Regions from separate parts of the Zea mays genome. Here region 2 is linked to region 1. The links are chromatin contacts, called in public Hi-C maps. All regions are on one chromosome and are shown on one strand. Each heading gives the region's core, a stretch centred on a gene start, on an enhancer-like site or on the middle of the called end of the contact. The rest is flanking DNA. Distances are from core to core; before and after follow the strand shown. Region 1 holds the start of LOC100282352. Region 2 holds the start of LOC100279994 (Nucleosome assembly protein 1-2).

Region 1 (5,605 bases), core at 3,018-5,517:
GCAGCATCAATTGTACCAACAGTTCAAAGGCCTTGGCTGATGATTAGTGTTAATGATGATTGCAGAGATCTTCATTTCCGTAAAGCTGGTAAGAACATGCTGCTTAGGAAATTATCTGTTATACTTGTTAGTTTAACTTAGTGCATTATCATTTGATATCAAAATTAGTTTCCTGCTTAGAAGTACTTGCCAACCTGTTAACTTTTGAACTCTGTCGAGTCTGAAAAACTTTGTTTATTCTCTAGAGTTTGATCCTGATGATTGCCCACTGGATTGCTCAAAGCCATGTGAGAAAGTTTGCCCAGCTGATGCAATATCACTAAAGCATTCCATGGTTGATGGAGAGCGCACACTATCTGATCCCTTACGTGGTAAATATGAGGTATCAGTTGCTTTGGCTCTTTAGTTCTTTAATTCTGCTCCTGTTATCTTCATGAGCCTCATTTTCTTTATAAGATGATTCTGCTTTTTGTAGGGTGGTGTAATTACTGAGCGGTGCTATGGATGTGGTCGGTGCTTGCCAGTTTGCCCGTATGACAGAATAAGTGAGTGCTGTACTTCTTTTTTGTTCCGTTCTTGTCTTTTTGTCATCATCTGAATAGTTCACTCGGAGTTAGTAAGACAAGTAATACCTTTGATTGCACATAGCTTTCATTGGATGGAAATGTAAAATCACCTTCTGTCAATTCTGATCCCTCACCCTTGTGTATCTTATAGAAGCTGCAAGCTTTGCTTGAAACCATTTCAGGAGCTGTGTCCTATGTTCGAGACCCTACTATGACTGCTGAATTATTGAAAAGAGATGATGTTGATGCAATAGAGATACATACCACTGGAAAGTATGTTTCACTTGTCTCAGTTATTTTGTTGGTTGAGTTATTTTTTACTTTTCCCCCATTTCATTTTTCACTTGATCTGATATATTCTGACCACTGTAGAGGAACTGATATGTTCAATACCCTCTGGGACAACTTGAGTGGGTCCATCAATAATGTGAAGCTGGTTGCAGTAGGTTCCACAATTGGTTTGTTGCTGTATCCACATATTTGTATTGCTGGAAATGTAGCCAGTGACTTTTTATTGAAAAAAAAACTTCCATTCCATCATTATTAACGTGAAAGTTCACTCTTTTCAGGTTAGTCTTCCTGATATAGGTGAATCAACTGTTGACCTCATGAACACAATATACACAATAATGGAGCCCCATTTTAAAGGGTATAATCTTTGGCAGGTTAGTTCTCAAGAGAATAATTACTCAATTGCTGCTTTTCAATATTGTGTGTATACTTCAGTGTTAGATGCATCCTTATTCATGACCTTGTTAACAACTTTAAAAAAAATCATGTTAAAGCTTCAAACTAGATATTTGAGATTGTTTTGATTATTTAGTTTTTAATCCATTGAGTTTGCTGTTATGTTTTCTTTAAATGCTAGCATCACTTTGCTAGTCATCTTGATGTGGTGGGAACCTGGCATGCATATCATTTATGTACTACTTTTGAATTTTAATCTTGTAAACGTAATGCGCTTTTTTGCTGGGACTTTATAAATTGTTTTTCTTTTGGAACAGTTAGATGGCCGACCTATGAGTGGTGACATTGGCCGAGGTGCAACAAGGGAGACAGTTTCTTTTGCCGCTCATGTGGCTTCAATGTCAGAAAGACCTCCTGGTAAATGAAGCCAGCAATTGAAATATTTTTGGCCTCATGTGGCTGTGGCTCTCTCGTCCTTATATTTTCATATTTTGCTGTGCCTGTGGTTTTTGAAGGGTTCTATCAGTTGGCTGGTGGCACCAACTCATACACTGTTGATTACTTAAAGAAAGCTGGTCTTTTCCAATCATCAAATTGGAATTCAGGGACCGCAACCTCTGAAATGGCCAGTTCTCACCAAGCTTTAATAGGAGGGATTGCTTATGGTGGCTATGCTCGCAAGGTTTGAACTAGTGACATGTCTTCAAATCTTGATCGCTTTCCTAGAGAAATGATCTTTTGAATCTTCATCAAATAGGCTGGTCATTAGCTGCACCAAAGCTAGTAACTTCCCCTATACCTGTTGATGGTGTGGCATCTGCTTTCGTATTTGTGGATTTTGTTTCTTTTATTTACTATTAATTCAGCTCTTACTGAAAACATGGTGCTCACATGTGCTTGTACATCAGTGCATCTATGCAATGTTTTAAGAATAATTCTTTTCCCTGTGCACATCGCAGATCGTTGGACGGGTTTTGCGCAAAATACCAGAACAGTTTGGCCGTGTGCACATCGAGGATCATCCTGATCATCTACTGGAGGCTCTACAAGAAGCCATGTCATTAGTAGGACCTGTGAAGGGTTATATACCCAGTCATTCCAAGCCTTTCATGAAACAAGTAGATAGACAATAGGAAGTAGGAAAAGCGCAGGATATACCCTTCAACCCAGTTTTGGGCGAAGATAAGGCGCATCGTACTTTAGCTGTGACAGTGAGGAGTTCAATGTGGTCATTGGGCCAGGAATCTAGTGGTTGCTGTCGGTCGCTCGTTCTAGATGGATTATGGGCTATGGAACCTGGAGTGCCGTGGTGCTGCAAACATCTCATGTTTCATTCTGAAATCTTTTTAGATGTATAATACGTAGTAGTTGAATTTTCTGTAAAAAAACATGTTGCTTGGTGTTTGCCTTTCCAATTGGCTGATAAGCCTGGCCATATCGTTATGCAGACACGGTCATCTGCAGCAGACGACCTTTGAGGCTTTGACAAATTTGAGCAGCAGCCGTCGGTTTCGGACGACGTGTTCTGTAGCGTCGCGTAATGCGTCTTTCCATTACGCCTATCTAACTGTTATTATTATATTACTCCCTCCTAAAATAAAATTTGTTTTACATACAAGAATTAATATATTTATTTTACATATGTGTTTAGATTTATTATCATCTATTTAAATATTAAAATAAAAATTAAGAGCTAAAACGACTAATATTTAGAAACGGGAGTAAAGACTCTCTCCGTTCTAAAGTATTAGTTGTTTTAGCTCTAGGTTTTTATGTCCATATTCATATGGATGATTATGAATCTAGATATTTATATAATACATACAATAATTATTCTATTAATTATTGTTTGAATCAACAAATTTAATTTGTGATAGATGGAGTATATTAACAAATTTAATTTGTGATAGATGGAGTATATTAGAGCATCTCCAACAATGCCTCAAACTAGTGCCTCAAATTAAAATATGGGGCTCTACACAGGAAAAACTACTCCAACAGTGCCCTATTTCATAAATTTTTGTCAAAAAACTATAGGGCACCCTCTCAAGTGCCTCAAATATACTACACCGTAGTGGGCTGCCCTATAATCTAGATTTGAGGCTTTACTGTTGGAGCGGGGTGTTTTGTTGGTGCCCTAAATTCTATAAAATTTACTTATTTTCAAATTATAGGACATTTTTATAGGTCACGTTGTTGGAGATGCTCTTAGGGCATGTTTGGTTTCTTTAAGTCTAAGGACTAAAATTTAGTTAGGAGACTAAAGTTTAGTCTATACCCTGTTTTGTTATAAAGACTAAAAATATTCAAAAAAACATTAAATGAATCATAAGATGACCAAAACACCCCTTAGTATTCTACTGCCATTAATGTAACTGAAATAAAGGAAGAGCAAAAGATAAAATTAATATGGTTTAGTCCCTTTAGTCACCCCTTGAGGGACTAAAGACTAAAAGAGTTTAGTCACTATTTTAGTCTCACTTTTTGACAATTTAGAGACTAAATGACACTAAAATGGGGAGACTAATTTTTAGTCTCTCCAACCAAACAGCCCTTCGAACCGTATGTCACATTTAACACTTAAACCCTTCCACCACCAGCTCAATAATCTTTATAAAAAAAACCCCTAAGAAACCATGAATGTATTTGTGGTTGGATCACGATCTAATGGATCAGATGATTTGCTTGCACGTTTACACAGAAGGACTATTTGCATAACAGTTGTTGCCGTTGTTTTTAGGGATTAATTTTTAGTCACTCTATTTTATTCTATTTCAATCCTCTAAATTGTTAAATATGGAGACCATAACTCTATTTTAATTTTCGTATTTAACAATTTAAAAAACTAAAATAAAATAAAATAGATCAAACAACACCTTACTATGGCAGCATGAGAAAGAGATAAAAAAGATGACGAAAAACGTCTGCACAGAAAAAGAGATGGGGCAAGGTCAAGGAAGCAAATATGCAGGGATCATTGTCACTGCCACATGCACCTCCGTGGCAAGTGTCCTTTGGCTTTGGCATCAATCAAATAGACAAGAGGCCACCTCTACCACCGCCATCCGCAGTCCATACAGTGACCCCCACGAGGTCAAGAACCTGTACGAGGAGAGGAAAGAACCTGGAAGAGAGGAGCTTGAGGAGATGGCGAGCGCCGAGGGCGAGAGGTGGGTGGGACTGGCGACGGACTTCTCGCAGGGGAGCCGAGAGGCGCTGCAGTGGGCGGCGACCAACCTGCTCCGCGCCGGCGACCACCTGCTGCTGCTGCACGTCATCAAGGAGCCCGACTACGAGCAGAGCGAGGCCATCCTCTGGGAATCCACCGGCTCCCGTACGCACCCTTTCTCCAATCTCCACCACCGCCTCCTCCTACCCTTTGCTATGCTTGGTTCTTGCAATTGAAATTCCTAGGGTGCTAGTGCTACTGCTACTCCTAGGTGGCTAGGTCCTAGCTAGGAGCTAGCCGTTCCTCAACTTTGTGGCTAACCTGTTTTCCCTCCCACAAACACTAGCGCTAGCATTTGCGGCCATTAAAGATCCGCAAACCCTAGGATACTTGGCACTTGCTGCTCCATGATCCATGCCGTGCATAGGTGTATGACATGTACAAGGCGATTGATTGGAACGACTGATCTTGCCCATCAATCTGCGCGCACTGGTTATGATTCCTGGCTACTTGCCTTAAGGCATGTACAACCTGAGAGTCAGTATAAGTACAAAAGACAGTTAAAAGACTGTACGATATAACCTTAAACTCTGGATCATAAATACAATTAAAAGACAACATACATATATAGTCGTGAAGAGACCGACTTCAACCATTTCTCCCATATTTGTCCTATATAAAAGATACTATCTATATATATTTGTTTTATTTTTTTGAAGTCATATACTATTTGTATTATTATAATACACATTGTTGTCAGATTATATAGCTTAAATAGAATTAATATCACAAAAAATGATGTAATTAAAGTATAGGCAAAGAATAATGCTCACCTCATATGTAGAGAAGTTTTATCTCTTCCCTATATTGGGAGCCTTGAGGAGCTGTTGAAGGGTAATTTCCCTCTAAAGCCCCTTACGTGGCTACGTATGGTGGGGTGAGAGATGGAGTGGATCGTTGGAGACAGTCTGAGTAGACCCAAATTCAGAGGGGTAGAGATAGTTGGATCTATGAAAGAGATAAACTGAGGCAAGCGTTTTTTTCCGCAAACGTGAGGCAAGCTTTCCCCGCAAATGCAGAGAGGCTGGTTTTGCTGGGAGGCTGGTTGGAATGCCTAGAACTAACCATGCCTTAAATTAAATATGTGCCAGCTTCAACATCAGTTTACTCGGTTTTCTAATGG
Region 2 (5,113 bases), core at 2,066-4,565, 180 kb after region 1:
CACAGGACGCGACGCTTCAGGAAACCCGTAGTCCTACAGTACCGCGTCCGTCAACGGTCACATCAAAACCCCCCGCGGCACCACTTCGAGCGAGGGCAGCGTCTCCACCATCTAGCGACGTCTTTGGCACCAGATGACTTAGTCGAACTGGTCCCTCGGAGGGCAAATGTTGGGGCGAAGGCGAAGACGCTACCCCTCGTCACCAGCCTTCGTCTTTCTCGCTGCACCAACGGAAGCAAAACGACTGGCGAGGTCCACCCTTCGTCTTCTACACTACAAGACGAAGGCCTACGGCGACGTTGCCCCGTCCCACGCCCTCCCCTGACTTGGAGGCCCACGTGGGATTCGACCCATTGTAACAGGCCCCGCACGGAGAAGTGTGTTACGGGCCCGATTTGTAATGGCTTTTCTGTAATGACAGTCTGTAACCCTCCTTTATGGGAATATTCCGGGGATAGTCTAGGTGCCTGAGGGTACATGTGTCCTTACATCAAGACGTTGGGCACTCAGGCACCTATAAATACCCCCGTACAGTGCCCTTGAGAGGCTGGATTAGAGAGAGCAATTGCCATCTCGAGTTGAAACCTTATTTACGTTACTTTCACTCCCCAGTTGGATCAACTTGCCCAGGAGAGCAAGTTCCAACATTGGGCATTTGAACATTTAAATGGCTTGCTTAATTTGTTTATTTTGGGCACGTTAATTGATTGCTTAGGAGTGAGATGCAGGTACTTCAATGAGTTCTGACACATTTTATGTTAGTGCCTTAATAACTTCTAACACATTTGAAAGTTGGCTATGAATTATGTAAATGTCGGTTAGTTAAAAGTTATTTGTCTTGACATTGTGTTTCTCAAGCATGTAATCTCTATGCTATGGGGTAGTACTGGTTCTATAGTGTTGCTTTACTGATATTTTGTGAGTTGTGACACATTTATTCATTGGATAACCTGAAGCTCCTCATTTCAGACTGGGAATCTGTACGATGTCACTTCACCACGTTTGCTCTCTCCGGTTTTGTCCGTGCTCAGGTGATAGTCCAGGATGTGATGCCTACATGCAACTTTCTACTGCAATTCCGTGTTTATTGAGTTCACATTGTTGGCACCTGACACAGTGAATGACTGAATGGATTTGGAAAGAATTTATTATGTGTGGCTAAATTGACTTTCAGGAAGTCCAAAGTTATGATCTTTATGTGTCGCTAGGTTGACCACCATCCACTGTTAACTAACACATTTTCTTGCTATGGTTTTATGTCTTTATTGCTGTTAGTCAAGTGAATTTTTACATGTTGCTTCTGCTGTGTCATGGATTCTTCTGCTTGGTTATGGTTCTGATTGCGTATTTTTTGTTGTGCCTAGGGTGATGTTGACAGCTCGTTGGACAGGATGTGGCAGAAGAAGAAGGCTGAGATCAACCAGTAGGTCTTGCACGTAGTTCCACCAGGAATGGACTCTTGAGGGATACTGCTTTAGCTATGTTTTATCTCATGTATCCGTACCGTCCAGATGCAAGTGTTGTGCTTTCACTTGGTACCTTAATTCTGAAGACTCAATATTGTTTCTTGGGTTCCATCTGAGTTCGTTGTGTTTTCACAAATCTTTCCAAACAAAGCTAAAAAATGTGATAGTTTTGGATTTGACTTTGCTACTGAAGTCTGGGGTATGATTCCAATGTTTGGCTGGATGACTAGGTTTTAGTTTGTATGGCTTTGCTCGTCATTTCTTACTTGTTCTTCTCACATATTTGTTCGCTTAGAATTTACTTCAAACTCACGTCCTTTTGGCGTGGGATTGGTGAGAGCGAGTTTTATACCCGAGCACGACGGACGTCCTCGCGGTAATGGACGGACTATGCAGTTTTATAGGATCGTGAAGATGCATTTTTAGTAAGCATGCACTTTTATTTGAATAAGCAACATTGATTTGGTGGTTAAATCAACAGCCCAGTGTTTTTGCACCCATGATTTGGTCGCTAAATCAACAGCCTAGTGTTTCTGCACCATTGATTTGGTGGCTAAATCAATGGTTGTGATTGCATCTTGGAAAGCATAAAAACAAAAATGCTAGACTCCTGCTGTTGTGAGAGGAAGATGAGAGCAGAATACTTTCCAACTTATGGTGTATGGATCGTGATGACTATGTCAAACCGGGTGACTTATAAAAATGACCTAGAATTTTAAAATAAATATATTTTATAGGATTTAGGGCACGATAAATTATTTTGCTCTAACATTAAGGTCAAAATCTAGATTATACGACATCCAACTACGATGTAAATTTTGGAGTATGCTCTGAAGAAAATTTTGGAGTATGCATACACTGGTTTGGTCACTGTAGATGATGCCATTGTTAAGCCTGTGAAAACACTTGCAAAGTATTGCCACTTGAGATCGCTGCACTTGATGCTTCAGAAAGAGCAACCTAGATGGCACTCGTGTCCCATATATGATCTTACTATAGCACTCGAACCAGCTAAACATTCGTTCTCATGAGTACACTTTCAACTGTAAACTTTCTCGTCCTGTGATGTAATCCTTTAACAGGCTCCGTCTGTTGGGCTCCCACGCGCACCTTCTCGACCGCGCGCCATCGTCGCCAAGGCCGCCACCCCCGTGACCGCACGTCGCCACTCCACCGTCGTCCCCCAGACCTTGCTCCCTCCGCGAGACTACCCGGCCCTTCTCCTCGAGCGCCTCACAGACAGGCGGTCTTATTTCGCGACGCTGATGCGCTCGACCGCGATCCAAGTTTCACCTCAACATCATCTCAGACGGGTCGCGGACGTCGTCCTCCATCTTAACAGTATAACACACATTTGTACATACGTTATCTATACTACTATATGTTTCCATTGTAACGCACGAGCACTCGCCTAGTATACAATATGTCTCTAATGCTGAAATATTATTTTGCGTCCACAGGTGAGGATAGCCTAATAATCAATTCGTTGAGTACTTAAGTGCAAAACTACAACGAAACATTTATTTTTATTTTTTTCCCAAAAAGTTGCGGATGCTTTCAACTAAAAAATTTGAATTGTGACCTTTTATACCGCGCGGACCGTGACAGCGTGCAGGCAGCATATTGCAGCATCTCGCTGGCCTACAGGTGGGCCCAAAGGTACCTCTCTCTCCCGCTCTTCCCCGCTTGCGACTGGCGGAGTCCAAACTCCAAACCAAACCGGCGCTTCTCCCACGTCTTCTCGAGTTCCCACGCGCCCGCCTGCTATAAATCGCATCCCTCAATCCCCACTCTTTATCCCCTCCTCAGCCATCGCCTCCCTCTCCCCTCAACCCAGCGCCCCCCTCCCGCCGCCGCTAGGGTTTCTCCTCCCTCCCCGCCCACCCCTAAATCATTTCCGAAGCTTCCAGTGCGCCGCAGCCATGAGCGACGGCAAGGACTCCCTCGACCTCTCCGCCCTCGGCGCTGCCATCCCCAACTCGGCCGGTTCGTTGCTTCGCTTCGCTTTTGGATTTCTATTGCCGTTGCTTGGGCGTGGTGTCCTTGTCTGATTGGTTTGCGGCTGTTCCCATGCAGAGCTCAGCGCGGAGGACAAGGCTAACCTTGTGGCGTCGATCAAGGTGAGTTTTATATTGCATTACCGGGCCGCGGTTCTCTGTTTTTTGCTGCAGTTTTGGCGGGCCTGTCGTTGGGTTGGGCGGTTTGGGGATTTTATAGCGAGCCTATGCTGAATCAGTGTTTTTTTGCCCTTGTTTAGAACACGCTCGAGGGATTGGCGTCGCGGCATACCGACGTGCTCGAGAGCCTCGAGCCCAAGGTCAGGAAGCGCGTCGAGAAGCTCAGGGAGATCCAGGTATAAAGTTGCGCTTACACTTGTGCAAGTACCCTGCGGATGTGGCATGCTTCGGTAGGGAGCTTTGTGTGGTCCTGTATTATTGTTTGTCTAATAAAGGATGCATTATGTGGTTGTGTAGATACTTGTCACAGTGGTATGGGTGGTGCACACTAGCACCGGAAATTCCAACGCTAATAGGATCTAGGACACTGTTAGATACTATTATCAGTGGAGATTCTGGAGAAGTGCCAGCTATTGTGAATGGTTGTGTCACGCATTGGATGCTTTTTATGATGCCTAGTTGCGAGCTCTAGATTTATTTTTGACTGTAGTTTGCCCTTGGTTCTTGACTCAAGGTGTATTGGGATTTTGTTAGAATATTTTGGAAATGACATGATACTGAATTACTGATACATATTATCTTTATAAATCTAACCATGTGAAAACCTTAGTTTAGTCTGGACAGAAGCTTCGTTATTATACACGTGCCTAGACTGGGTTTACTTTGTGCAATATATTTCTGCCTTACTGCCATGTGGATCTATCGCCGAATGGTTTGCCACTTGGTTCTGTATTATGTAACATAGTAATCACTTGGGCAATTTGAATTGATTCTCTAGATTCAATTGCAGTTAGTTCATTACCATTGTGTACTGTCTTCTAGGGCGAACACGACGAACTTGAGGCAAAATTTTTCGAGGAGAGAGCTGCTCTAGAAGCTAAGTATCAGAAGTTGTATGAACCACTTTACTCAAAGGTAAGCCTGTTCTCTTGATACAATGATGCCTCTGCATTTGTTGTGTTCTTTTTTGTACTATTGCTATATATTTTTTTCAGCTTCTGAACTGTTCTTAGAATTCATGTCCCCCATAGCAATAGACACTAGGTTAACATGTACACAATAGAAATGGTTAGTATTCCGATGCTCCATAAAGTACAGGCATCCCTTCACTATTTCTGCATCCTATTTGATGCCATGAGCCATCTGATTGTTTTATTGAACCTGACATTGACAGCGTTACGAAATTGTCAATGGTGTGGTCGAGGTTGAGGGTATCACAGTAGAAAGTGCAGCTGAAACCCCTGCGGAGCAAAAGACTGGAGATGAGACCTCTGCTGATCAAAAAGGTGAACATAGTTTGAGATCTCTTGTTTCTATTGGATAATGAAACTCTGTTAAAGAAGATTAGAAGAAACATATCCTCTCAACTTTTTTTTGAACTTCAATCATAATGCTTCTCTGCAGAAGAAAAAGGTGTACCAGCTTTCTGGCTTAATGCAATGAAGAATCATGAAATTCTAGCTGAGGAGG

The links. Hi-C and Micro-C count contacts between places; a contact is called where the count stands out from the background.
Region 2: a Hi-C map of tassel shows a contact between it and region 1, with 9 times the contacts expected there. The contact joins the promoter of LOC100279994 here to the promoter of LOC100282352 in region 1. A contact is called at or near these places in 14 of 25 Hi-C or Micro-C datasets (bundle sheath, ear, leaf and 4 more) and 2 of 3 datasets of contacts at active chromatin or transcription factors (leaf and seedling).

What each region holds. Positions count from the first base shown.
Region 1 is chr8:139,354,774-139,360,378 of Zm-B73-REFERENCE-NAM-5.0, forward strand. It overlaps LOC100282352, which reads left to right and starts at 4,268. Exons shown (of 4, transcript NM_001155264.3): 1 at 4,268-4,587. The coding sequence starts at 4,401. It overlaps LOC100217065 (4Fe-4S ferredoxin, iron-sulfur binding protein), which reads left to right. Exons shown (of 11, transcript NM_001143436.1): 3 at 1-88; 4 at 246-382; 5 at 476-545; 6 at 749-839; 7 at 939-1,008; 8 at 1,136-1,231; 9 at 1,571-1,670; 10 at 1,769-1,935; 11 at 2,213-2,634. The coding sequence ends at 2,386.
Region 2 is chr8:139,537,828-139,542,940 of Zm-B73-REFERENCE-NAM-5.0, forward strand. It overlaps LOC100279994 (Nucleosome assembly protein 1-2), which reads left to right and starts at 3,316. Exons shown (of 11, transcript NM_001152942.1): 1 at 3,316-3,452; 2 at 3,543-3,586; 3 at 3,724-3,819; 4 at 4,466-4,558; 5 at 4,818-4,929; 6 at 5,048-5,112. The coding sequence starts at 3,389.